Regions from separate parts of the Mus musculus genome. Here regions 1, 3, 4, 5 and 6 are each linked to region 2. Evidence: chromatin contacts called from public Hi-C, HiCAR-type, HiChIP or PLAC-seq and promoter capture Hi-C data. All regions are on one chromosome and are shown on one strand. The core of a region is the stretch at or near the end of the contact, and the rest is flanking DNA. Distances in the headings are between cores, read along the strand shown.

Region 1 (4,436 bases), core at 22-2,521, 740 kb after region 2:
TATCAAATGTCTGACATGAATGCAAACCAGTTTTACCCTGATTGAAACATAAATATGCCAGACAGAAACAATGTCACGATTTGGCTGAGATAAAATGAATATTCAAATCCTCAAAGTCGATGTTGATACTTGATGCTAAAAATGGCAAAGTCCAAGTCCAGGACACACTTTAGTTTCTTACCTATTTCATGTGTGTGTGTATGTGTGTGTGTGTGTGTGTGTGTGTGTGTGTGTGTTGTATCTTCATGTATGTCCTGGAGCAAAGAAACGTAAGTTTTACCTGTGTGCAGAATTTCTGGGATTGGAAAGGCAGGGAAAATGGTGGAAACACAGGTCAGGAAAAGCACCCATCACCCTGAAATCTGACTAAATCCTCTCACCAGTTAACACTCAAGAGTAAACTAACATTTTTAAGGTCTTTCTCCCTTCTCTGTTATTTCCTCTGATATTTCACTGGAAACTTCATGTACAGTAAAAGACACATACTAACCCCTTGTGCAACACTAGTAGCTCCTTGCTCTTATCTTATTCAAGGCACCTCTGCAGCCGTCCTATAATCTTAATTATCATTATGGACTACGAGAACAGGAATAAAGAGTGAGATCCTCTGGAAACTTCTTGAACTACGAAATTGAGCACTAGGTCAGCCGAGGTGGAGTCTTCTCTGAGAAACCCACAGCACGATTTCTCCTCTGCTTCCTTCTTAACTTGAGCTCTTCTCTTCCTACTTCTGATACATCCTAGCTTGGTTCACACTGACTGTCCTTAAAATTCTTTTCCCGCACGGAAACCTCAAATCCTGGGTTTGCCTCAACTGTGGTTCCTAAAAGTTACGGGACCGCCTCTAGCTGCTTTGGGTGCCAAGTAGTAGCGAAGAGCTGAGCCTTCATTGGGATCCCGATCCTCCAGATGCAGAGGTCTCTAGAAGGACATCAGCATAAGGTCCCATTGATGAGAAGCGCGCCGCGGGGTCTGCACCGCTGAGAAACAGAGCGCCTCGCAGACTACCGGTCCGCAACACCTGCCCCAAGCCTCCTTACCGATGATGGGCCTCTCGGAGCCATGGTTGTAGGGTCTGGACATCCCGGGACTTGAAAGCCCGCATAGTAGCAAACCCAACAAGCACAGCAGGTAGCCCAGGTTCGCCATCGCGATCGCAATCGCAATCCGGCCTCCGCCCCCACTTAAAAAGGTTCTTCAGCCAGGCGCGCGCCCGGCGGCCAGGTTGGGGCGCGGTCTCGCGGCCTGGGCGGTGCCAAGCTCGAGGGCGCGCAAGGCCGCGCCGCTCAGGCCTCTGGGAAGTGCAGTCCGGGTGCTTGCGGTGCGGAGCTGGGCGGGCCGGGCGGGGGCGGGGCCGGGGGGCGGGCCGGGGGGCGGGCCGAGGCGGGCCGGGGGCGGGCCGAGGCGGGCCGGGGGCGGGCCGGGGACAGAAGGCTCTGGGAGCGTGCTCCAAGCTTGTCCATCGCCCAACGCGCGACCTGCAACTCGCATCCCGCGGCCCAGCGAGTGGCACGCGCGCGAAGGCAGCTGTGGAGACCTCTGAATGCTCCCTGTGAACTCTTATGTGGCCTGGCGAGGTCACCTACACCAAGTGGATACGACCACCCCGGGACCTGATGGCGAGCTCGGGTCCCACCTGGCTCTGTGCGGTAACCAAGCAGCAAGGCCCGCAAGGTTCTAGAAGTTACCAGAGAACTATGCTGCATAAACGCATAGGTTTTCTGGCTTTGATATCCTGACAGCATTCGATGTTAGGACAGGGGTTCACTTCCGAAAAACCACTGATAACATATTTATTTGGGCACAAGGATGTCTGGAGGAAGTAAAAAGCACAGAGTACTTAGAGTACTTGTGTCTCCCTTTCCTTTAGAACCCTGTCAAGGGAAGGGGCTGATTCTTGCCACCTAGCCCCCCAAAAAACAATACCAGGCCACACTCGATACAAAGTGCTTGATTAACTTCGCTGTTACCAGCAACCCCAGAAAACCACTAGTATCTTATAAAATGATAAGAGCAAAGCTAAGCAGTTAAAAACTCAGGTTGACTAATATATTTTGAATGTTCAAATGCATGCACTCATAGCCAGCAGCACAAGGTAAGTTTCTTCCTATCAAGGTTCAACTAAACTCCAGGTTAAAATAGAAAATCTGTTGAAGATGAAACGGTATTTTGAATGGTGTTATTTGTGTAAGAGGTATACAATTTAGGGGGAAAAACATACAATGTGACTTGTGGAAAACTAGTGACAAGGTTCTGGCATTCATCAAGAAATGCAATACATTGTTTAGTTTAGCAAGACTATTGTAGACTGGAGTGTCGAAAGATATTGAGAAAATGCAAAGCAGGATTGAGCCTGAGTTGATAAGGATCTATTGCAAATATGCATCCATGCCTCTGGAGCAGCATCTATCCACAAAGGAGGAAAATTATCTGCTATTATTCACAAAAATAAAATCCAGATAGAGAAAAGATACAAAGGGGAAAGGGGAAATACTAGACTTTGGTATGAAAATATAAATTATATGTGTATCCATTCATAACTTTGATGGTCAGATGTTTTCATAAGATATCAAGTTTTATGAACATCATAAAACATTTAAAAAATCAAGTATTAATGAAAAACGAATGGGTTTGGCCATGTTAAATTTTAATAGTTCTGATAGCTTATCAATTATTTTTAACTGTTTTAGGAAGCTATTAGGTAATTTCTGCTAGAGGTGGAAAGTCACGTATTCTGTAATCTACTACTTCTCAAGGTATAAATATGTGTCTACTACATGATCTTACTAAACTAGGTCATGGGGACTCCACCCTCATAAATAGATTGCTGCTATCTCACAGATATGGGTCAAGTCTGACGGGAGTGCATACTTTCCTTAAAAGGGGGTTGTTGTACGTGGAACGACACATGCCCCTGTTGGTTCTCTTGCTTCCTTTTGTATCATATGAACTCTCTTACCCTTCCACTCCCATACATGATGGCATTGGCTATGAGGCTATAAACAGAGGCCAAGATGCTAGTGCCTGTTAGAACAGAGACCTAAGAAGCCTGATCCCCCAGCCTAAAGACATCAGACCATGCACCTTGTACCTCTCTCCCTGGGACAGAAAATCAAGCAACTATTCTATGTTGAGGACTAACAGTAGTCACTAATCTGTGTTGCTGACCACCACCTGGCTCTTCCATGCACTTTGTCACTTATCCCAAACTAAATCGAATGATGTAAAACTTCTTACCCGCCATCAAAACTTATAAAAAACAAACAAACAAACAAACAAAAAAACCAACATCAACAACAACAAAAACCCAACAACCACCAGGTAACTTGGTGTACACACCTCTATTCTGGCACTGAAGAGGCAGGGGCAGGTGGAATTCAAGGCTAGCAGAGGTTACACAATGAAATGCTGTGTGTGTGTGTGTGTGTGTGTGTGTGTCTGTGTGTGTGTGTGTTAAGTATAAAAGTCACATATTTTCCTTTGTTTGCTGGATTTCTCTGAAAGCTCCTCTGGCCTCCCCTGTCATCATCTTAACAGCCCCCCTCCTTACCAATTAACTTTAAGCTATCACTCCTGAAACACCTGCCCAGGAATTATAAGGAATCCTCTTATTTTGTGGTCCTGTTATGCTGTCATTTGGTGATTTGCCTGAAACATATAGAGATCTATCTGCCTCCGAAGTGCCAGAATTAAAAACATATGCCACCATTGCTGGCTCCCTGGTTGCTGGAGGCCAGGTCTGGCAGTGAGTTCAGTAATGTAAGGAGGAGATGTGGTCTCAACAACTAATGTAAAACAGGCATATACGCACACACACTTGGTGGATAAAGCGAGGCTCCAACAACTTTATTTTTTTCTCCCATATCTTATATCCCTCCAAAAAAAATCTTTCAAGCAGTATAAAAATTGCAATGTGGCTACATTCCATTTTTTTTAGGTGAGTAATTATATAAAGAAGAAAACAGCATGCTCCTCAATACCCTTACATGATAAAACATATTGCCTAGTACAGGTGAAAAACCAATTATTCCCAAGGACCCACATAGATTCATGTCTAAGCAATTTGTTACAGATTAACAGAGTGTAAGCAAGCAAAATACATTTCTCAGCCAGTTCTCTTACTGTCAGGCTGCGTTTTGCAGTTACAAAAAAAGATCAATCATTTTATCACCTCAAAAAGTAGTCCTATAAAAAAATTTTAAAAGAATCACTAATCTACACTTTTATATATAAAAACTCAAGTCTTTCTATAGTATACTCAGAGTGCACACCCACTTTCCAATAATTCTTTATTAAATCATATCAAGTAGCCAAGGGCAAAAATTGGTACAAGAAATTACTCATCACCTTTGATCATCAACCCATCTTTATCAAGAAAGGCACATCATCCTGTAATAACCTAGTAGTAAGCAGGCTGCCATTGTTCTTGTTCCCGG
Region 2 (4,374 bases), core at 425-2,924:
TGGTCTCAGACTCAGAAATCCACCTGCCTCTGCCTCCCAAGTGCTGGGATTAAAGGTGTGCACCACCACTGCCCGGAGATGATGGATGTCTTAAAGTTAGGATAGAAAACAAAACAAAACAAAACAAAACAAAACAAACAAACAAACAAAAACCCCCACTTCTGACTACACTTGCCCCTTCTCACATGAATGAACAGGAGTTTCAAGAAACATTGTTTTTTGACTTTTTTTAATAGCCATTTGAGTTACTCTTTTGTACTTACTATAATTTCAGAGATGCCATGAGTAGATTTTTCCTTGGAACAATGTTGTCCACATTAGAAATAAAATGTATGTTGTAGGAATTACAAAGAGCAGGACATAAAATTGCAAGAGAAACAAAAATCCAAAACTAATGTCTGAATGGGTTAAATACATACTCTTGCCTTTTCTCTCTTTATAGACCAGGGTATCCTTGAACTCAGAGAGATCAGCCTACTTACGCCTCCAGAGTGCTAAGAGGCAAGAGACACTTGACCTAGCCTTCACTTTTTCTTAACTTATAAACCAAGAATCTACCAGGAGAGCAGCAATAGGTTAAAAACCGTGTTTCCAGCCTTGTTCCTCTTTGGACTCAATTTGTCAAGGGTTTATTTTTGATTCTTTTCTTTTCTTTTTCTTTTTCTTTTTCTTTCTTTTCTTTTCTTTTTTTTTCTTTTTCTTTTTTGGTTTTTCGACTTATTCCTGATTCTTGAGGAGTGATTTAGCTACAGAACTCCTGGGCTCTGCTCTGTTCATGTGAGGGTAGTCAGTTTCTTTAGAATTCGTGGAGAGTTTGTTTGGTATCTTAAGTAACTAGAATTAGGTTTTACTTCTAGGCTCCTCTCACTTTTTCTCTGTCCAACTTCTTATTTGTGTTTATTCTAGAAATATCTCATTATTATTAAAAGGCCCTGTCTTTTCCTTGTCAGTGTCTCTATGAAGACTCCCAAGGCACTCCAAATTAAAGCCTTAAGTCAGTTTGAGCAGTGTGTCTAGTCTCTGGGCTCTTGGGGGAACATTAAGCTCTGCTGTGACCCTAGGCAACTTTTCCTAGAAGATTCCAGCAGGGGCGCCTGGTGCGAAAAATGTCATCTCCGCTGACCTGGGACCCAGAGTCTTGGGTTGAGACCCTTATTGATTGAACCACCTCTTAGCGCCATGCCAGTGGCTCAGTCCACTGCCCTACCTTGGCCATTCATTATGTAGAGTGCTTTCACGTTGAGTTCCAAGTCTCTTGGTCCTTCCTCCCCACACACCAAACAGAACATGTACCTCTCCAGGGCAGCGTGGGTAAACCTAGCTCCAGGTTTTGCAGTAGCTTTCACCCACTCCTCACACCCAGAAAGAAAACCTACAGCTTATGACTCCACAATTGCTCCGTGAGCCTAGGCTTCAAATCCCTGGGGGCCTCCCAGATTCAAGCTCATTCACATTCAATCTCATCCTCCCACAGTCTCTTTCTCTCTCCCCAGACTCCTAACAAGACAAGACGATCCTCCCCAGAGGCGCTCTCTTTCATTCATCCCCTCCCAACTCACACACACACACACACACACACACACACACACACACACACACACACACACTCGCGTGAGCACACACTCTCACACACCGACCCAGACAGCCCACCGCACTTTCCAGACACCCACCTCCTGCATACTCCCCTCCCCTAAAAGACATTCACCCACTCACCAGCTGTAGCCTCTTCCATCCCCCGCCCTCCGCCCGGCTCCCCCTCCTCAAGAAGCCGACCCTCGCGCTAGGAGGTAGGGACCCCTGGCAGACGCACTGCACGGGCGCGCCGCGCTGACCTCCGCCCGCCCTGCACGCAGATTAACAAAGGCGACAGCGAGCCCCAGTCCGAAAGCAGAAAGCCGGCCGCGGGGTCCGGAGCCTGCGCCCGGTCAGTCGGGGAGAGAGCCGCGCGGGCTGCTCTGAAGTCGCAGGATACAGCCGGAGCTGCCAGATCTCTCTCAAGCGGCGCTGCTGGGACGCTGGCCGCACCATGGGCTGCTGCACCGGGCGCTGCTCGCTGGTCTGTCTCTGCGCACTGCAGCTGGTAAGTGCCCAGTGCGTCCGGGTCTGGAAACAGCCCGCTTTTCGGACTGGCTTGTAGGGCTCTGTCCCTGGATCCGAAGCTCCCGGCTAAAGACCGGTGAGCCGGCAGAGCGCATCAGAGGGATCCCCCACCCTCTCTGTCCCTTCCAGGTTATCTGTGCCTCCCGCCTGGTAGCTCTTGCCCGCAGGAGGGCGCGGTCTCACTTCTGGTCCCACGCGCTTGGGTTCACTGCGCCCCCACCCGGCATCGCCACGCGGTCGGGGGCAGCTGGGGTGGCGTTCCAGGAGAGAGCATTTTCCCCGCCCCTCTCTTGGACACCTAGCGTGTGCATCCTCTGCAATTCTGCTTAAGTTATGCCTGGGTTTGGAGCTTGCTCTTATTGGGACGGTTTTCTGGAGATAGGTTCTTGTTTGGTTAGAAGGTGCTTGAGGGCAGCTAGTTACTGAGAGAGCTACAATCTCACCTCTCTTTCAGTATCTGGAAGGCGATCGTAGAGGAGTGGAGTACTCCAGGAACATGTGGTTGTGCTTGGGAACCACAAGTTCAGCCTCTGCCTTTTCAGTTCCTCTTTTGATTTTCTTGAAATGCTGCGTGCTCAGGATGCGACGGACTGACAGCTGTCTTTGGGGAGTGAACAGAGCAAAGAAGGGAACCCGGCTTCTGTTTGGCTTGGCCCCTTGCCCAGGGAGTGAGTGGAATAGGAAGTTGGAAATCAGGGTGCAAAGATAAAAGACCTTTCTGATTCTATGCAAATACTCTGGGTCCTATTGTCATTAGGATTGATTCTGTGGTCTGTTTCGTGGTTACCAGAAGTCAAGGCTGCAATCTCCTGTGCTAGACTTTTGTGAGTGAGATTCATAGTCTTTTTTTTTTTTTTCCCTCCTAGTTCAGGGAGCAGACCTTGTAGGCTCCCCGCGGCACTTCCTTTCTTTGAAGCATTGCGTTTGTTTTGTCAGAACCCACAAAGGTGTAAGTTGTGTATTTTGACAAGGCTTTCAGAGAACTTTACCTAATGGTGATAGCTCTAGCAGGGCTCATTAACGGGAAGAAGTAATAATGAGGCTCAGTAGTTAGTCCTTGTTCACTGGAGGTTTTTAAACATTCTCACTTTTCCAGTTTCCCCCCAAAGCTTCACTGTATATGTGCTTATTCTTCTGTAATCATACACGCAAAACAGATAAATCCGGAAGACTATTGGATAGCCTATTCCACAATGTGTTTGAAATAACAATAATTTAAAACTTACACATGAGCATGATATTTTTTTTCTTTAGCTGGGGTGAAAACCCTCAAAAGAAAGCTTACATACTGATTTTTTTAAAAAGTGAACTCGGCTTTTAAATTAAAAAAAAAAAGGAATAAATTCGGTCAACTCTTGTTTCTCTAAGGCACACTGGATTGTGTGACCTGTAAAGGCATACTTTAGTGTTACATTCATATTGCACGTAAGGGTTTCACACAATCATAATTCAATTCACCAATTTCACTAATTTGCCCATGAGGAACTCATAGAGTTTTTTTTTTCCCCCCAAAGTAAGTTGTAGTATGGTAGAGGTGGAGACACGATCATACGAATTTCATAACTGGATCCTAACCAAAAGAAAGTATATGTGTTGTCTAGGTAAGAGTTTCTACCTCTATGATAAGACACTAACACACAAATCCATAACACAGTCTGTCATCAACATGAGGGTGGGAACTCAAGACAGGAATCTGAAAGCAGAGCCTGAATCAGACACCTTGGGGAGTGGGAGTGATGCTTACTGGGTTACTCCTGTGATTTTCTCAGCCTGCTTTCTTATTCAAGTCCAGAGCAGCCAGTCCAGAGGTGTCACCCCTCACAGTGCGCTGGACCTTCCCACATCAATCAGTAACTAAGAGAATGTGCAGGATAAGCTGGCAGGGGTGTTCACCCATCTGAGGTTTTTCTCTTCTGAAATGACTCCAACTTGTGTTGAGTTGACAAGACAAACTAGCCAGCATTCTTCTCTACCACATTATTAAATTAGTGCATGATAGCATAGTTCTTATAAAGAATAGTACTGCATTGAAAAAAACCACAATAATTCGTACTATAAATTACTTCTGGAATAATTCTTTTGTTTTGTTGAGTTTGACAAGCTCTTGTCTTTATAGTTTTGATGTGACTACTGTTTGATGCTTTTATTTGATTTAAGGGGAAAGAAGACACTGAAACAAAATTGGAATTCATCATTGCTGTGACCAGATTTCTTTTTCTGATCTGTGTAATAATTTACAGGCCCTAAAAGATTGTTTCTGAATTTCGTTTGACA
Region 3 (4,293 bases), core at 1,714-4,213, 590 kb after region 2:
TTTACAGTCAAGATAAAAGAAAGAGAAGAGATCATTCCATTTTCTTGTCACCTCTGTTGTACTCTGATGATCAGCCAGTTACTAGACACAATAAGAAAGTGGTGTGCTTTTGGTCTCCCATGCTCTGAAGTGACCTCACCTAAAAATACTGCTAGAAATAGGTATTAATTACAAAGAAAAAACATCTGAAACTTTTATAGAAGTGTGAGGTTTCAGAGGGGCAGGGCAGATTCTTCAACTTGTGGTACTATTTTTCCAATAGACTGATTTAAAAGTGAATAATAATATCTAACCTAAGAAATAAACTAAATGGTAGGAATCTGAAATCTGACACCTAAACTTAAAAGAGGTAAAAAGAAGAATAGAAAGACATTTCAGATGAAGTAGATAGCAGTGTAACATTTGAATAGGATTCTGAGGAGAACCTGGTGTTCATTTGCAACCAGACAGAAGGGAAACCACTAAATGAGGCCATTTGTGCTGGCCTTCCAAAAGCAGGTAGAAAGAAAGACTTGGCTGGTCATGCATGGTCGGTTAGGCCTTAAGCCCTAGCTCTTCAGAAGTGGGCTCAAGGCCTATGTACATTACAGCATGAATTTAAGAGCAGCCTGAATAACTTAGTGAGACCTGTTCAAAGATAAATTAAGGAAGGAGGAAGGAAGGAAGGAAGGAAGGAAGGAAGGAAGGAAGGAGGGAGGGAGGGAGGGAGGGAGGGAGGGAGGGAGGGAGGGAGGGAGGAAGGAAGGAAGGAAGGAAGGAAGGAAGGAAGGAAGGAAGGAAGGAAGGAAGGAAGGAAAAAGGAAGGAAGGGAAGAAGTTTCCACCGTCCATGATTTACTGCCTGCTTAAAAACAAGCAAGCCATTCTCCAGAAATGGTCGACTAAGTGTTGCCTTAGGCCATTGAACTTGAGGCTAAATCAGGAATGTGCGTAGCAATTTACATGCTTAAATACCAACACAGGTATCCATTTTCTTTAAAACAAGCAGGAGGTCTGGAAGATTTACTATTGTGCACCCGTATTCACCACATAGATCTGTATGTTGTGGTGAGAACAGACAAATGTAGATGTTCTGGATCCTACTAGAGGTTCTTTTAGTATTTCACCTTCTACTACTGACAACTGACTGACCAAAACCTGCTTGATACTGGAAAGTGGAGGCTCTTCTAAGCAATGACTCAAAGTACAGGTGCTGAAACTAGACTACACATTTCAAGGTGAGTTGTACAGGCATGTTACACATATTATCCATACTTAGCTCAGCCTGTATATCCAATCTCCGTTCTGTAATGATCTTTCTTCCAGTTGACCTTATGTTTAGAGTTTAGCAAACAGCATAGTTTTCCCAAGTACCCTTTACTCTTTGATATGGATAATCTTCACCTTGTGTGAATATACCACACCATGGAGTGCATGGGAACTTGTTACTTTCTGTTATGTTTTGCTGCAAACCCAATTGTGCTGTAGAAAAGTTTATTCATCTAAACCTCTCACATTAGAAGAGTCCTTATTATATAACTAAAGATAGTATATTGAATACAATAGTCTAAACTTTATACTTTGTATTGAAATTCCTTCCTGTTGTTATACATCGTATAGGTTTTCAATAAATATATGACTATACTCATTACCAAAGTATCATGCAGAATTACTTCACTGTCCTAATATTTCTCTATATCCCTCCCCAAACCTTGGCAGCAACTGGTGCCTTTGTTGCTCTATATGGTCATCTTTTCCAGGTGACCATTACTCTAGATTCATGCATGATTTCATCACTTAAGACCTGCTGTTTTCCCTTATTAATGTGCATTTAAGTCTCTTCATCTTTTTTCTGTGGTTTATGACTGGTTTCTCTTTAGGCTGGTGTCCTATTGTCTGAATAAACCAAGTTTTATTTATCCACTAACTTGGCTGCTTCTAAGTTTTAATAACTATAAATAAATTTGCTACACATATTTAATCATAGGTATCTATTTATACTATCTTGTTTGTTAAGATATCTCTTCAGACCTTTAGCCCAGCTTTTCTTTTCACTATTTATTTTCTTAGGGCTGAATTTTAACAGTTCCTTTTAGACTAGGGATAGCACTAATTTATCAAATTTGACCACTGTAAACATTTTTACAGTATTTTTGTTGCCTATCTTATCTTTCTTTAGACATTGTCATTGACAGAACAGAACTTTTTAATTTTAATGAAATCTACCTTATCAATTATTTCTTCATAGATTGTAATTTGATGTTATTTTTAAAGGCATTACCAGACATAGGACCACTTAGCTCTTCTTGAAAATTATTGTAAGGGAATTTCATAGCTTTATATTCTACATATAGATCATAAATCAGTTGGAGTTAATCCTTTGATGAAAGTACACAATTTCTGCAAATATATTTGCAGTTCTCCAAGAGCATTTGTTGAAAAAAAAGTATTTTGCCCAACCACATAACTTTTGCTTCTTAGTTAAAAATAAAACCACTTTACCCTATTTGTGTGGCAAATTTTCTGGGCTTTCTATTCTGTTCTGTGACACTTTCTGTCTATTCTTTGGCTAATGCTATACTCTATCACTATAGCTGTATGCTATGATATAAATTCAGGTCTTGACAAATATTATTCATGTCTCTCTAAATATTCAGCAAAATTCACTAGTAAGCTCAGGGTCCCCTGACTTTATTCTCCTTGATATAATGTATGATATTCTAATATTCACAACTCTCCATTAAAAAAACCTTCAACTTCAACTTGTAGATGTATGTATACAGTGTCAATTTCTTGAACTTTTATTGGAGTTTCATTGAAACTACCAATTAATTAGGAAAGCCATCTCAATGGAATATGTTCTGGATAGAAAACCACAAGAGACATCTTCCTCTGTCCTCTGAAGTGTACACATGAGCACACACAGCATAGACACACATGAGCACACACAGCATAGACACACATGAACACACACAGCATAGACACACATGAACACTCACAGCATAGACACACATGAACACTCACAGCATAGACAAACATGAGCACACACAGCATAAACACACATTTTTAAAAATTCTGTTGAATTTCAAAAGAAACATCAAAGAGCATCAAGATGACACGATACATAATTAGATAAAATGAGATACAAATATTAAAGTTTGTGGGTATAGTAAGAAGCCATCACTTTCCACGCACCAACTAGAAAATACATTATATGGATGTTTTATATAAAAGGTTTTTAATAACTCTTCCATGGAAAAGATGGGCTTTTAGTGGCTCTTAAAAACTGATGAAAACTGGTAAGGTAATGTGTAACTTAGAAATATTGAATAAAGAGCTCCTCTACCCACTTACCCACTCCTGCCTCACTGCTCTAGCATCAAACCCCCACAAGACCAAGGGCCTCCCCTCCCACTGATACCAGCTAAGGCCATCCTCTGCTACATATGCAGCAGGAGCCATGGGGTCCCTCCATGTGTGTTCTTTGGTTGGCCATTTAGTCCCTGGGAGCTCTGGAGGGTCTGCTTGGTTGATATTGTTCTTCCTATGGGGTTGCCATCCCCTTCAACTCCTTCAGTCCTTCCCTTAGCTCTTCCCAGTGGGGTCCGTGGGCTCAATGCAATGGTTGACTATGAGTATCTGCATCTGTATTAGTCAGGAGGATAGGATGGGGTTTGTGGAGGGATATCATTTGAAATGTAAACAAATAAATTTTATTTGATTAATTAAAAAATGAAAGAAATACAGAATAGACATGATAGGGCACTTCAGAGATGATCAGATGGACTCAGAGGCCTTCATGGCAGGCTCCCAGGACAAACCTGGAGTGATAACCAGGACTGAAGATGGAGGTTATAGTATGAACGATCCAGCATGGGAGGAATGACTGGACCCTCATCCAGTCTGCACTTGGAAACAAAGAAAATGCACCTTACTGATATTGATAGACTCATGATTTGAAACCATCATGGAATTACATAGAACAATTCCTAAAGCTTCCTAGAACAAAATTCTACTTGATGCCAACACAAAGAAAAGATATGTTAATATGTTATATGTTCACCCTCACAATCAAAATAAATGTAACTCATAAAATAGATCTTTTTTGAGATTATAATTTTTATTGGATATTTTATTTATTTATAGTTCAAATGTTATCCCCTTTCCTGGTTTCCCCTCCACAAACCCCCTATCCCATTTCCCCTCCCCCTGCTCCTATGAGGGTGCTCTCCCACCCACTCACCCACTCCCACCTCACTGCACTAGCGTATCCATACACTAGGGCATTCATCCTTCACAGGACCAAGGGCCTCCC
Region 4 (4,517 bases), core at 1,868-4,367, 770 kb after region 2:
AGAGATCTGCCTACCTCTGCCTACCCAGTGCTGGGATTAAATGTGTGTGCTACCACCTGGCTTTTCATTTCTTCCCTGTTAGTACTTCACTGTATGAACTGAACTTCGATATAAGTCTTGAGGGAACAAACCGAATGTAACCATCACAGCTTAATACATAAATGTAAGGAACTAGACAGTTTGCTTGTTGAGCAGATGGGGGCTATTTTTCATGCTCACTGTTCTCTTCCAGAAGCATAGACTCTCCTGAGCTTCAACCAACTTCAAAGCCCTATACTACAGCTTAACAGCTATGTGAGAACTGATGACTCTATATCTCAGTTCCTTGAAAAAAATAACAGAGAGTCTATACAAACAGTTCAACAAAGTGCCTGTCACTACATAAGCATAATAGGTATTAAGACTAGAAAATATTAATTTATCGTATGCTCAAAAGCCAGAACAATGAGAATTCCTTTGTAACTGGGGGACTTGTCAAGAGTTTCTTCCTACAAAACTTCCGCGCTCATATACCATGGCTTTGCACCAAGTACCACTGCAGAGGAAAATAAAAAGAAAGTTGCACAGTTTCGCCCTTTCCCCCTTTCTTTCCTGTTGGCAGACAAGTCAGAGAGGTCACAAACAGAAACTTGGGTTCTGTCCAATGGACACGGTCCTGCTAGGCAATCCATCAAGGGGTCTATGCAATGAGAACCATTCAGCAAAAGAAAACAGGAAACACACATATTCTCACAGAGGCCACGGTTTCTACAGCTCCATCTGCTTAGTCGTAACTGTTTTAAAAGGCATCCAAGACCAAGGGAGGGAGGGAGAATTTTACAGTACCCCAACACAAAGGATTGGGGTGTGATTTAGTAGAACAGTGAGTATTTATCTTGCAAAACTTGGGTTCAATTCCACAAAAGAAAAATGCTGGCCCCATGAAAGGCAAAACACCTCAAGAGTTGCAGCATTTGTCTAAGATCATGACGCTCTACAGAAAGAAAAATAAGAAACAATGAATGGATGAAGAAATCCCATTTCACCAGCCTCATGGCTGTGTCACATATGACAAGAGTTAGTCTTGACAAAGACACAGAACCTGCTGGCCTCCTTGTGATACAGTGCTGAAACCAAAACACAAATCAAACCCAAGAGCAAAAAACAGTCAATAAGTTTAGTATATTAATAACAATAATAATAATTAATAAACACTGATTCTTTCAGAAAGGAAATGGTTTAAATACAAGGTAGACTAAAATGTAGGACAAAGACCTAATTTCTTTGATGTAGATAGGTATTTTTGAAGAAAAAACAAGTGGCAAACACAAAAAAAAGATAAATGGAAAATTAGTTTTAGATATTTAAAATATGGTTAACCACATTTATAAGAAAATTAATGTATATAATAATGAAAATGCAAAACTATTCCTCGTCTAGCAGGCATACATCTTATTTGGTAAGACAGTGTACATAACAATAGAGAGAAAAAGACGTCACTATGCAGTGTGCATTTCATCAGAGTAGCAAACACTGAAAACTCCCTGCAAAGGTGGTGTGCTCCTCAACAGTAAACATATCTGCGTCGTGCTTCAGCGACTGATGGATTTGTTCAATAAGGATATGTTCCAATTTATGTGTACAGACAAAGACCAACTTAGATGCAGTCAGGGAGAGAAGAAAATACTCACCTGTTGATGGCATTTGTATACTGCTAGGCAGTGTGCGGATATTAAAAAGAAAAGAAAAGAAAAAGAAAGAAAAAGAAGGAGAAACTCCAAATGAAATGAAGAGGTGAACAGTGAACATGGCAGCGCTGGGGTCCCCCATCACTGAATGTAGGGATGAACGATCAGCATAGGGCCTAACAGCACCCGCCCAGTAACAATCTCTACAGCCACAAACAAAAAACTGACTAGATATCCCCAAAAGAGTAGTAGGTGTGAGCACATGTTCACATGACCTGATTCTATAACAGCATGCAGTTGAGAAAAGCCAAAGGAAAAAATAAACTCACAAGCGCCTGTTTGCGTGAGCATTGTTACACAGGCTTGAAGTAACAGGTAATGCCATACTTCTGGGTCCTCAAGGTCTAACTAGAGTTTGTGTTGGGAAATTCTTTTCTTTTAGGAAATTCCTTTGAAGTTTTTCCTGTTTTGTATTGTTTGTGGTGTTTTTTGCCATACTTGGTGCTTATCCAATAAAATTAGTTTCATAAACCCAGGGCATGTTGGAAATCCGCAGCCTGCTGATCACTGACTACTTTCTCCGTGCCAAGCACAGGGTTTGGCACATCTTGTTCTAGCATTCCAGGTTAATGTGCAATTCTCGAAACTACTGTCATGTCCTCACAGTTACTGAACAGATAAGGGTGCTGACCCCAAGAGGGACAAAGTCAAGGTCGCATCTCCCTGACCCCAAGGCCCCATCTCTCTTGGCCCCAAGGCCAGTGTGTTGTGAATACCTGAAACATAAAAGAAATCATCTGTACTGCCCTGGGTTTCAAACATGCCAAACTGTGCATTTAGCTCTATTAACATAGTCTTTTTCAAGATGCCTTTAGATGTCCATTTCGTCGTCCTCTGTCCACACCTAGTTATCTATTCAGTTAACACAGCTGAGCACCCCGGGGGTCAGGGATCTCCACTTTGTTTAATTCCCAAGGACCCTAGTAGTCCACGGGATGTCCTCCGCGGCGGCGGGGACCAAAACATCGGCGGGGGCGAAATCGGGGTTCTGGGCGCGCCTGCAGTCACACTGCCACGCTCGGCGCGCGTGGATTCCGCCGTCGCCGAGCTCTGCCCGCCCCCGGTGCACACTTACGCGCCAGGCCAGATCCAGATCGAAATCCCGGGCGCGCAGGAAGCGCAGCAGGAAAGCGTCTGTGAGAGGCTGCGGGGTCTGCGGGACGCCTGCCTCCTGCACCCGGCGCCTGAGCTCCGCCAGGCCGGGCTGGAGCAGCGGCGAGTGGTCGGGCAGCTCGTTGAGCTGTTTCCCAACCAATGGCCCCGGCCGCATCTCTGCCATGCCCGCCGTGCTGTCCCGGCGACAGGGGGGAAAAGTGCGGGCCCAGAGCCACCCTCCGCCCCCCGCCGTGGCCGCCGCCCCACGCACACTCACCCGGGCCGCCCCGATCTCCCGTGCCCCGCCGGTGCAAGGGTCACGGCGCCCTCTTAAAGAAGCCCACGTGGTGCCCTCCGGTGCTCACCAGGGTAACCGCAGCCAGTCCCAGGGAAGGAAAGTCACTAGTGTTGAACCTAAAGAACGGGAAGTCGAAAAGTTACTTGGGATGTTTATAATCAGGCTGCCAGAGACTTTTCTCACCCTTTCCTCGTTGCCCTTCCCCCTCTGTCCGTTTTGGAATCAGGGAACACTGTAAACGGCTCTTTAATTAGCTTGGGTAGCAGACACTCAGGAACCCTCCTCCTGACCCCTTCCTTAAGGCTGAGCTCAGGCCATCTCTGGCATTCTAACTAGTTTCCAAAATGTAACTCAAGGAAGCCACCTTTGGCAGTCTCCTCCTCCTCCTTGCTTCTCTCCAGGAAAATGCTTTCCAGATCTTGGCATCTGGCTCTACTAGAGAAAGGAGAGCGGGTGGGGGAGGTCACATTTTAAACACTAACGATGTATGTGTTTAGATGCCACCAGTCTCTCAATCAAAACCCTTACTTAAGGAACCTGAAGGATGTCTGCTGAAGAATACACAGAGATGACCGCGAAATCTGAATGAACACACGGAAGTATTTTTTCCTTCATTTCCATTAAAATTATCCTACACTTGAACTGCCACCTGAACAGAAGAAAGTCCACAAAACTAACTCCTCTTAATATGCAGTGCATGTTCACAAAACACTGATTTTGCGAGTGAAAGAGGCCTTAAAGGAACTCAGAGCAAGAATGTCTGATGGAGTGGCTCTTGGGTAGAGACCATGTTCCGATTATTGAGGATATCCTCAAAACAGAACTCTTGCCTTGGAGACGTTTTTCATTTTTGTGTGGGCTGGAAGTAAAAGGAGCAGAGGTAAATCTCCTCCATGGTGTAGGAGAACATTAAGCAAACACCAGGGAACAAGGCCAAGCGGCTGTGTTGTGGTGTGAACCCCTGAATCACAAAGAGAGCTGGCTGGGGTGCTTGGTTACCGGGCTGAGAGCTTTGAATTCTATACTGAGGAAGGAGAGGGAACAGTATTAAATAACCAGGATCCAATCTGAAAACTGTTAAGTCTCAAACCCTGGGACAAGTAGCTAGGTGCCTTTTAATACATCAAAGTGGAGCTGTCCCCTAGGTTGTCCCAGCATCTCTCAGTCCCTACTTGTTAGAGGGCATGGCAGGTATGCTCCACCCCACCGTCTCCCTGCCAGCCCTCCAGCCCAGGGTGTGGGCCGTCCTTCCAGAGAAGCTCATCCCTATATAATCCAGCCGGTTTGTTACCTTCCCTCTTTAGTTTTTAGCCTTTTCCTCTCTAGACTGCTGCTCCTGCCCCACCCCCACCCTCTTTATTTATTAGCCTTTTCCTCTCTAGGCTGCTGCACCTGCC
Region 5 (4,353 bases), core at 1,341-3,840, 1.0 Mb before region 2:
TGAGAACGAAACTCACTCTTCCTAAGAGCAGCGTATGTTCTTAGGCACTGTGCCATCTCTTCAGCCCGATACATATGACTATTTTGATAGCACCTGAAAAGCAGTTGAAGAAATAATGAAATTTTATCCCTAAATATGTAAGCATAGTGCTTTTAAAAAAGAATAATTCTCCTGCATAACATCACTACCACATCTAAGAAAAGTACGCCCTTATACCTTATAATCCTAACATATTCTAATTTCCTTATCTGATTTGTGTTTTCTAAAAGGATTATTTTTGAGAGGGGGATGGAGATTCAGTCATTGTTTTTAACTTCATCTGTTACAGCTCTTCATTCTTTTCTTTTTTTAATACTGTTTTCACATATTATTTTTTTAAGTGTGTATATGGGGTGTGTGTGCAAGTGTCCTTGCTAGCACACCTCAACAATGCTTCAATTCCTAGAGCAGAACGGAGAAAGATTAATACAGAGCTATTTTGTAAAGCTTTGCCTGGAAGCTCATATTAGCTGACTAAAGAAAATCACGTGGTCACATTTAGCTTTAGTAAGTAAACACTCTATCAGCCATTTAGCAGAAGCCAATTCTAGATGAACCCAAGTCACCATTTTCTCATGTATTCAGAAAGTCTTGTAAGACCGGGCTTACCCTCATCCCCCACACCTCTCCCTGGACAACTTCTGTGCACAATACTCAGACACTCCAAACCCTTTTCAGTCTCACCTGCACCTCCCCTACCGCCCCACCAATCCCGGCTTTCCACCTCTAAATTTACAAACCTGCATCCACTAACTTTAATTTGAGCCCTGGCCAGAGTAAGGCATTCTCAGACAGAAACAGCTCACGAGAAATGATATATTTTCCCCTATAACAGATAAACCCTTGATGAAGATTTATGTACAGATAATGATGACCTCTGGAAGAATACTCAGAGGCAGATTTTTGATTTTGACTTTGTAAACAACCTGCTACCTTTTTCGAAACCGTTGTCTCAAACGTCTCCCGGTAATGGAGGGGCAATTTCCAATCATTTTTCTAGCAGATGTAACGTTATCTGAACATCCACAAGCCATAATGTGGCAATACCATGTAACCTTCTCCTACAAATGCCACTTAAGGCAGAACAAGCAAGCAAACAACATTAAAATCCAACTACTGGACTTTCAAAGGCTTTCCATTATCAAAATTGTGTCTGGAAACCTCCAAGTCTCTCCTGGCACTGAGGAGTCAAGAGGACTGACTCACAGGATTCAGCACATGGTTGTATATTTCATGGTACATTCTATGAACACTCAACCCGACTAGACTGGAAAAGGGTACTTTGCCCATAACTTCCATAAAGTCTCTCTCTTCAGGTGGGTAAGACAAGGACTAAGCAGCAACATGAATCTGGGTTCAGGGGAACCCATTAGAGACTTGGAGCACAGAAACTGTATGGTAACTGGTCATTTTGGCATGAAACATAATGCTGAGTATAGAACAATTACTACTACATCAGAACATGCCCAAACTCCAAGTTTTAAGATGCCAAACAAGGGCCAATGTTGCAGGCAGAGCCATCAAAGGACAGAAGTTTCAGGCCTGACTTCACCACAAACATGTTCTGGCTTTTTCTTTCTTTCTTTTTTTTTTTTTTTTTTGAGGTTTTGCAAACATCAAACGTTACAGCTTTCTTTTAAAACATAAATCTATTGATGTATTTTATATGTATGGCTGTGCACGTGTTTAGTGTTTCGATTTGCATTAGTGAGGTCAGAGTAGCTTCTCTCTTTCACCTCGTGGGTCCAGGAGATTGAACCATCAGGTTTGGCGACCTGCTGAGACGTCAACTTCAGCTTTTAATTTAAATATTATCTAGCACTTGCGTTACCTCTAACAAAGGATGTACGGCTAACGCAATTAATATCACACTTTTCAACTGGCTACAAGCTTCCCTTGTCAAATTGGTTTTTGTTTTGATTTTTTTTTAAGTTTTGGGCTGCTATTCTCCAGCGTGAGAAGAGGAAATGCAAACATCTTCCTTTTAGATACCCGGGCTCAAAACACTCAATTCTATGAACCTCTTACAAGCACTTTGAGATACGTCACTATCATCATCCTTAATTTACACTTGGAACTGGATAGAGGTAAAGTGACTTGCAGAAGTCCGGGAGCCGGACGTGGGCTCAGGTATAGGATCGACCCCTAACCTAATATTTGGCGTCGCCAAAAAGCTGTGTCTAGGCTCTTCGTCAGGCCATGAATGCACCCCAAGTTAGCAGAGCGGGATGTGCTGCGAGGGGAGACCCCGAGGGGACAAGCGGACGCTGCATGCCCGGGTCACCAAAAAGACGAGACTCGGCCTGGCTCCCTCCCCGACCCCGGCTCTTCCCCCCTGCCGCCAGCACTCGGCCCGGGAGGCCGCCTGGTGCCTTTGTGAATCTGGACGCGAGGGTAGGCTAGGAAACCTCTCTTTCTAGGCTGGTTGACGTACAGGAAGGTCTCGTCGCCCAAGCGAAGACACAGTGGTTACAGTGACCCCAAAGCCTGGGCCCCAACTCACCCCGCCCGCCGGGCCGCAGCTTCCACACGCAGGAGCTTCTGCGCCTGTGCAGAGGGGAACCCGGAGAAGGCGGGGCTTGGCGTCCTGGGCGGGGGCGAGGGCGGGGTCTGGTGTTCTGGGTGGGCCGAAGGCGGGACTTTGAGTCCAGACCCAGATCTGGGTTTTCCTTTGGCGGCTTGGAGGTTGGAGCATGGTGGAGGAGTGTAGATGGGATGAGGGGATGGCGCCCTGCAGCCAACTGATTACAGTGCCAGCCACGGGGCCTGGATGCAGGCGCTGGCTTTAGTGAGCTGCGTCCCACTTGCTGGGTGCCTTTTAAGACAGCTTCCCTTGTTCCATCACCCAACTCGGAACCTAAAGTCGCATCTGAGATTCACTCTATATGATTTTAACGTTTTATTTCACGTGGTTCTCACTTCTGAACTAGATTGTACATCACACCTGTAATTCTGCTCAATCCGATCATCTGTTACAACAATGTACACCTTGCTTTTGAGTAAAAACAGTTGGTTTGAAATTTTGTTGTGGGGCTGGAGAGATGACTCAGTGGTTAAGAACACTGACTACTCATCCTGAGATCCTCAGTTCAATTCCCAGCAACCACATGGTGTCTCAGAACCATCTGTAATGGGATCCGATACCCTCTTCCTGTTACAAAAAATAAAAAAATTTAAAAAACAAAAAATAATTTCTTGCAAGCACTAGTTGATGAGCCACAGTCTTTCACAAGGGACAAGTTGTGACCTAATGGATCGTGTGCTGGGGTTGGAGTTTAAAAGAGTTCAGTTAAGAACCAAAAGCTGACTGGGTTTGTTGTTGTGGTTTGTTGTTTCCACTTTTTTTTTTTTTTTTAACTTAAAAATCTAATTCATTTCCATGGGGAAACTTGGCAAAGGAGAGAACTCTTCCTTTATGTTGTTTATAGGAACCATTCATTAGACAAATGCAGTGGAATACAAGCATGCTGGTCAAGATACTAGGTATGGGGTACATAATTGTCTTTTAGAAGGTCATTTTCTTCCAGGGAAAAAAAGAAATGCTGCATCTGTAAGAACAGTTTGGGTTATGATATAATTCCAAAGTCTATATACAAATTTCAAATTTGTCTGTATAAATATCAAGTTTCATATGTTAGTATTGAATTTGAAATAGACTATGTAAAAGATGCAAAAATTTGCATCCTAAATTGTGTCAGGTTTTTGTTTTTTGTTTTTTTCTGGTTTTTCTTTCTTTTTTTTTTTATTAGATCTTTTCTTTATATATATTTCAAATTTCAAATGCTATCCGGAAAGTTCCCTATACCCCCCACCCCGCCCTGCTCCTCTACCCACCCACTCCCACTTCTTGGCCCTGGCATACCATTGTACTGGGGCATATAAAGTTTGCAATACCAAGGGGCCTCTATTCCCAGTGATGGCCGACTAGGTCATCTTCTGCTACATATGCAGCTAGAGACATGAGCTCTGGGGGTACTGTTTAGTTGATATTGTTGTTCCACCTATAGGGTTGCAGACCCCTTCAGCTCCTTTGGTGCTTTCTCTAGCTTCTCCACTGGGGCCCCTGTGTTCCTTCTTATAGATGACTGTGGGTTTCTCTGTATAGCCCTGGCTGTCTTGGAACTCACTCTGTAGACCAGGCTGGCCTCAAACGCAGAAATCCACCTGCCTCTGCCTCCTAAGTGCAGGGATTAAAGGCATGCACCACCATTGCCCAGCCTAAATTGTGTCAGAAATAGGTCTTTTTAAAAAGTATATATTAAAACTCATGGAAAAAATAACAGAAGAAAAGAAATTTTTTTTTAATTTTTAAAA
Region 6 (4,676 bases), core at 1,069-3,568, 630 kb after region 2:
AATGTCTTTCAACCACCTAAAATTGCAAATGAAAAACAAACCAATTTAAAACTTGAATTGGCATTACAGGAGAATCTGTCTTTTCTACTACAATCTATATGATTATATTAAGAATTGCAAATATTTTACACACCAAACTGGTATAAATTCTAGGTAATAGTCAATAGGAGGTTATTAATACTATACAGTACAGCTGCTTTACTTTCTCCCTTTCCCTTAGTAGACATGCACAATTTCTATCTAATGTAAGCTGGTATTTCTTCATGATCAGGATCTTTCTGGTGGAAACAGGGCATTAATTTCAAATGAATATCTTCCTATGAATAGATTTAAATAATTGATATGCATTCTGTATTGTGTATGCATTGCAGCTATATGTTTATGTATATGTACATACATATTTGTTAAAACAAGAGGGATTCTCATTCCACAGTCTACAACTATGATTAACAGTTAATTTGAGTAGACAAACATGTTTTCTGTACTCAATTTATTTGGGGTGCATTTTAGGCTTGCCGTCAATTTAAAACACTTCACTATCTTCTGGCCTAGCTTGACAGCACTTGGTTGGCATTCTGTTTGTTTCTATTAACCATACCACCTGGTGGCACTCTACACTGCTTCCATTTCCCAGGTAGGATGCCAACTGTTGTAGACATTTTAGTGATTAGTTAGGCTGAATTTCAATCATACTTTTTTTCTTGTTCTAAGGTTATTGTCCTGGCCCAAAATAGTTTTTGGTTTTCAATGTCTATACTAGCTCAGATAGCAATCCCTTGTGGATTTACTATTGATCTACTCATTTGAGAAGCAGTCATTGAGGGGCTTCTGTGTGGTAAGCCACTCCATACAGAGATGAATTGAAGAATGTAGCCATATCCCAGGGGATCTCACATTCTAACAGATGAGCCAGACTTATGCATATACAGACCTGTGAAGAGGAGATGATATTATGGCAAGTGAATTAAGTAGGCCAAAAAACAGAGGCTGTAGTGTAAGTGAATCAAGCCCAGATGTTCAGAGCATGTGTCTTGTCCACATGTATGGAATATCACATTGTAAGGAAAAGAACAAAACAAATACGTTTTTAAATAATAGAAAAAAAATATCTACTAAGCTAAAATTCTCAAAAAGAATTTTAGGAAAAAAGAAAGAAATCATATATGACCTTGAAGTCTTTTTTTGCACCAGCAGTGCCAAAAATGTTTTATATTTGGCACTCAGAGACATAATGTCAACACATATACAGGCACATAGCAAATAAACTACCCTTCCCTTAGTAAGAAACAAGTGTCCCAAAGGGCTGGTTGCTATCTATTCCAAGTGTCACTTCCCTCAAAATCGTCACACATGCACACTAGTGCATTCACAAACATGTCTACACACATATAGAGATACATGCATATATACACATGAGTATGCACACAAACACATATACATGCATATATTCATGCACATAGTTATGCACACGTATACACATGTAACATATACACGAATACTCATGTATCTACTCACAGAGACACTTCAGAGAGTAAGGCCATCAACCTTCTGTCAGTTCAGCATCCTCTCAGGCCATGCCATTTGGGGTGTTCTACTGGATGGTGTGGAGTGGTGAATAGATTTAATCTTGGGAATGATAGGTTCTGATCAATTTTCTTTGGAAAGTAATTCACAGAGAAAAGGATTTATGAGAGAAATCGCAGTAAAGAAATGATACTTTTGATGGAGATTGTCCTCAGAAACAGAACAAAAACTGATGATGCAGTTATAAAACAAAAAGGAGGAAGAGGAGGAGATGAAGAAGAAGAAAGGAGGATGGGAGGAGGAAAAAATATTGTTTCCAAGGAGAAATGCCTAAAATTGTAGGAGCAGACAGTAAAAAGGAGTTATAGCGAGGCTTCAAAGCCAACAAGTATTTGTCACTTGATTTATAGAGCAAAGTAAAATATCGGCTAGTCATAAGCAAAAATGATAAAAAAAATGGACTGAGTAAAACTGAGTAACTGTAAGAAAATACCTTACATGGGTCAGGAATTCACTTAAGAGTTGTTGAGACAAATTCTGGGACTGTTTGTGCCCTCATACCTTTTGGAACATTTTTTTTTCAGCCATTCTCTTCTGCTTCATTGACCTCAAAGAGTTTCTAGAATTTATTATCTCATTATTTAAGTATTACACACTCTCTGGAAATTCTAAAGTGGAAAGAAACTGTCACCAAAGATTACAAGAAACAGTTTGCTCCAGGAATCTGAACTCACAAAGGGAACAAAAGCCAAAAGCACAGCCAATAAAAACTCAGGGTAGTACAAAAACACAGGGAGCAGAGAGAGGATGAAACTATCTGGCAGGCTAAGGGCATTTCTACCATAATGCAACTGGTGTAGCTTTCAGAACTGAGAAAGCTCAGGAAGAATTGAATAGCTATTAAAATGAATGTCACAGAAGAGAAGGAAAAAACTAAACAAAAGGAATGATGCTTGCTGTGGTCCCAGCAGTTGGGAGGTAGAGGAAGGTCACCACCTCAATGACATCGTCATCTGCATAGTTGAAGCTAGGCTACATAAGCTTTGTCAGGGAGAAAATTTAAAAGAAAAAGAAAAGAAAAGGGCAATCCCTGGTCTTTTCTAAATGCTAGAAAGTAAACACACAGTGCACATGTTAGGTTGATGTAAAGGTGTCATAAGCATCTCATAAGGATGAGACAGCTCTTCCAAAACAAAGCCAAGTGTAAAGGAAGAGAATAGTAGATACTCACCATCATCAAAGTACCTTACAAGGAGACTGAGCAGCGTTCTCGATATATGAATCAAAGAGAGCATCCTAATCCTTCATGGTCTAGGTGAGCCTTCTGCAATAATATATACCCCAGCAACTAAAAGAACAACACTGGAAATATTAAGAACACCCATGGAAGGAGTTACAGAAACAATGTTTGGAGCTGTGACGAAAGGATGGACCATCTAGAGACTGCCATATCTGGGGATCCATCCCATAATCAGCTTCCAAACGCTGACACCATTGCACACACTAGCAATATTTTGCTGAAAGTACCCAGATAGAGCTCTCTCTTGTGAGACTATGCCGGGGCCTAGCAAACACAGAAGTGGATGCTCACAGTCAGCTATTGGATGGATCACAGGGCCCCCAATAAAGGAGCCAGAGAAAGTACCCAAGGAGCTAAAGGGATCTGCAACCCTATAGGTGGAACAACATTATGAACTAACCAGTACCCCAGAGCTCTTGACTCTAGCTGCATATGTATCAAAAGATGGCCTAGTCGGCCATCACTGGAAAGAGAGGCCCATTGGACACTCAAACTTTATATGCCCCAGTACAGGGGAATGCCAGGGCCAAAAAGTGGGAGTGGGGGGGAGGGGGAGTGAGGGGGGAGGGTATGGGGGACTTTTGGGATAGCATTGGAAATGTAAATGAGGAAAATACCTAATAAAAACAAACAAAAAAAAAACAAGACAAAAAAAAAGAATAAAAATCGCTGTGTGTGTATCACACACAAAAAAAGGGCATATTCATCTGCAAAACATCTGTGGAGTGACTTAAAATATGAAGAAATGAGAAATCTCACCCCTTCGAAGTCCATGCTACTGGAAAAAATAAAGAACAGGGACAAATATCAATGCCAATCAGAACTTAAAGGAAAGATGAATGACACCATCTCATGGGCATTCGGACAGGTTCTACACTCCCTCCCCCTCCCCAGCAGCAGTATACAGAGAGCCTAAACAGATCCCATAAGTGAGTTGAAGCCACAAATTCTTCCTCAAACGAGTTTTGTTTTGTTTTGTTTTTCTTGAGCAGAGTTTACAAGGGGAAGTGTACCTTTCTAAAAATAAAGCCATTCATAGAAGATAGAACCTCTAGGCATCAAACTATGACTGACTGATAATTTTCTACCCTACAAGTCAGCTAACCTTTCCAACTGAGAAAACAGATCTCAAGTGCAATGCAGGTTCTATCAGGTCCCAGCACTCTCCATGGGAACAAGAATGCATTGTTGGGATTTTTACAAATTCTCATATAACTCTAAACTAAACAAGATTTCTGAAATATGGGAATTCAATAGTCGGAGAAAAATGTGTTATCAAGAGAAGTACATTGATATCCACTGTAGCCCTGTTGGGAGACAGGGATTTGAGACTGTGTCTCAAGAGGGGTAAACGTCATAATTTTATGGGGAAGTGTATAAAAACTCCTCAGAACCGTTTGCTTCAGTTCAAAAATGGAATTTTTAGAAATTAAGACATCAGCTGGGCGTGGTGGCACATGCCTTTAATCCCAGCACTCGGGAAGCAGAGGCAGGCGGATTTCTGAGTTCGAGGCCAGCCTGGTCTACAAAGTGAGTTCCAGGACAACCAGGACTACACAGAGAAACCCTGTCACGAAAAAAAAAAAAAATCAAAATGTATCTTTAGAATCTAACCAGATAGAGAAAGTAAGAGAGACAGAGAGAGATCATAAGGCATGTGGTCTAAAGGTTTAAAGTTTTTGTTGTTATTGTCATTTTTACTTTTCCTGGTGGTTGTATATAAACTTCCTAGGAAGTTAATCAGTGAATCAAGAATAACCCTAATTATGATTTAGACCTTAAAGTTCTCTCCAAAGTCAAGTGTCTCTACCTGATGAGAGTGTTAGGAAAAGATGAGAGGGGGGAGGAGACT

Evidence for each region. Promoter capture Hi-C pulls out the DNA fragments that hold promoters and counts their contacts. A called contact is a pair of places that touch in the nucleus more often than the background predicts. HiCAR-type assays count read pairs that join an accessible place to other places. HiChIP or PLAC-seq counts read pairs in DNA pulled down with a chosen protein or histone mark.
Region 1: a HiCAR-type map of astrocytes shows a contact between it and region 2, with 6 times the contacts expected there. The contact joins the promoter of Ggh here to the promoter of Nkain3 in region 2. A contact is called at or near these places in 8 of 39 promoter capture datasets (cranial neural crest, embryonic stem cells, frontonasal cranial neural crest and 5 more), 8 of 484 Hi-C or Micro-C datasets (embryonic stem cells, nephron progenitors, pre-pro-B cells and 1 more), 6 of 115 datasets of contacts at active chromatin or transcription factors (astrocytes, embryonic forebrain, embryonic stem cells and 3 more) and 1 of 9 other capture datasets (embryonic stem cells).
Region 3: a contact with region 2 is called in an H3K4me3 HiChIP or PLAC-seq map of neural tube, with 6 times the contacts expected there. The contact joins the enhancer-like site here to the promoter of Nkain3 in region 2. A contact is called at or near these places in 2 of 39 promoter capture datasets (cranial neural crest and hippocampal neurons), 1 of 484 Hi-C or Micro-C datasets (cerebellar granule neurons) and 4 of 115 datasets of contacts at active chromatin or transcription factors (embryonic forebrain, embryonic hindbrain, forebrain and 1 more).
Region 4: a HiCAR-type map of astrocytes shows a contact between it and region 2, with 4 times the contacts expected there. The contact joins the promoter of Ttpa here to the promoter of Nkain3 in region 2. A contact is called at or near these places in 1 of 39 promoter capture datasets (hippocampal neurons) and 6 of 115 datasets of contacts at active chromatin or transcription factors (astrocytes, embryonic forebrain, embryonic limb bud and 3 more).
Region 5: a promoter capture Hi-C map of hippocampal neurons shows a contact between it and region 2, with 3 times the contacts expected there. The contact joins the promoter of Usp45 here to the promoter of Nkain3 in region 2. A contact is called at or near these places in 2 of 39 promoter capture datasets (cranial neural crest and hippocampal neurons).
Region 6: a Hi-C map of uterus shows a contact between it and region 2, with 2.7 times the contacts expected there. The contact joins the enhancer-like site here to the promoter of Nkain3 in region 2. A contact is called at or near these places in 14 of 39 promoter capture datasets (the 3T3-L1 cell line, the C10 cell line, the HPC-7 cell line and 9 more), 4 of 484 Hi-C or Micro-C datasets (nephron progenitors, neural progenitor cells and uterus), 13 of 115 datasets of contacts at active chromatin or transcription factors (SST interneurons, differentiating embryonic stem cells, embryonic basal ganglia and 9 more) and 1 of 9 other capture datasets (embryonic stem cells).

Annotation. Positions count from the first base shown.
Region 1 is chr4:20,038,887-20,043,322 of GRCm38.p6, reverse strand. Ggh (gamma-glutamyl hydrolase) reads right to left here and starts at 1,271. Exons shown (of 9, transcript NM_010281.2): 1 at 1,041-1,271. The coding sequence starts at 1,149. 4930598A11Rik (a long non-coding RNA gene) reads left to right here and starts at 1,419. Exons shown (of 2, transcript XR_881147.2): 1 at 1,419-2,095.
Region 2 is chr4:20,775,968-20,780,341 of GRCm38.p6, reverse strand. It overlaps Nkain3 (Na+/K+ transporting ATPase interacting 3), which reads left to right and starts at 1,674. Exons shown (of 6, transcript NM_001290410.1): 1 at 1,674-2,080. The coding sequence starts at 2,027.
Region 3 is chr4:20,190,566-20,194,858 of GRCm38.p6, reverse strand. All of the region lies in intron 4 of Nkain3 (Na+/K+ transporting ATPase interacting 3), which reads left to right. Among named protein-coding and RNA genes, the nearest start is that of Gm11872, 150 kb to the left of the region's middle. Within about 2 kb of position 2,963, at least 122 of the 459 cell types and tissues checked have an H3K27ac peak or open chromatin away from gene starts, as enhancers often do. A contact at or near this core is called in neural tube, where this site is marked.
Region 4 is chr4:20,006,929-20,011,445 of GRCm38.p6, reverse strand. Ttpa (tocopherol (alpha) transfer protein) reads right to left here and starts at 3,117. Exons shown (of 5, transcript NM_015767.4): 1 at 2,803-3,117. The coding sequence starts at 3,006.
Region 5 is chr4:21,774,507-21,778,859 of GRCm38.p6, reverse strand. Usp45 (ubiquitin specific petidase 45) reads right to left here and starts at 2,590. Exons shown (of 18, transcript NM_152825.2): 1 at 2,543-2,590.
Region 6 is chr4:20,145,218-20,149,893 of GRCm38.p6, reverse strand. All of the region lies in intron 5 of Nkain3 (Na+/K+ transporting ATPase interacting 3), which reads left to right. Among named protein-coding and RNA genes, the nearest start is that of Ggh, 110 kb to the right of the region's middle. Within about 2 kb of position 2,318, at least 5 of the 459 cell types and tissues checked have an H3K27ac peak or open chromatin away from gene starts, as enhancers often do. A contact at or near this core is called in heart atrium and uterus, where this site is marked.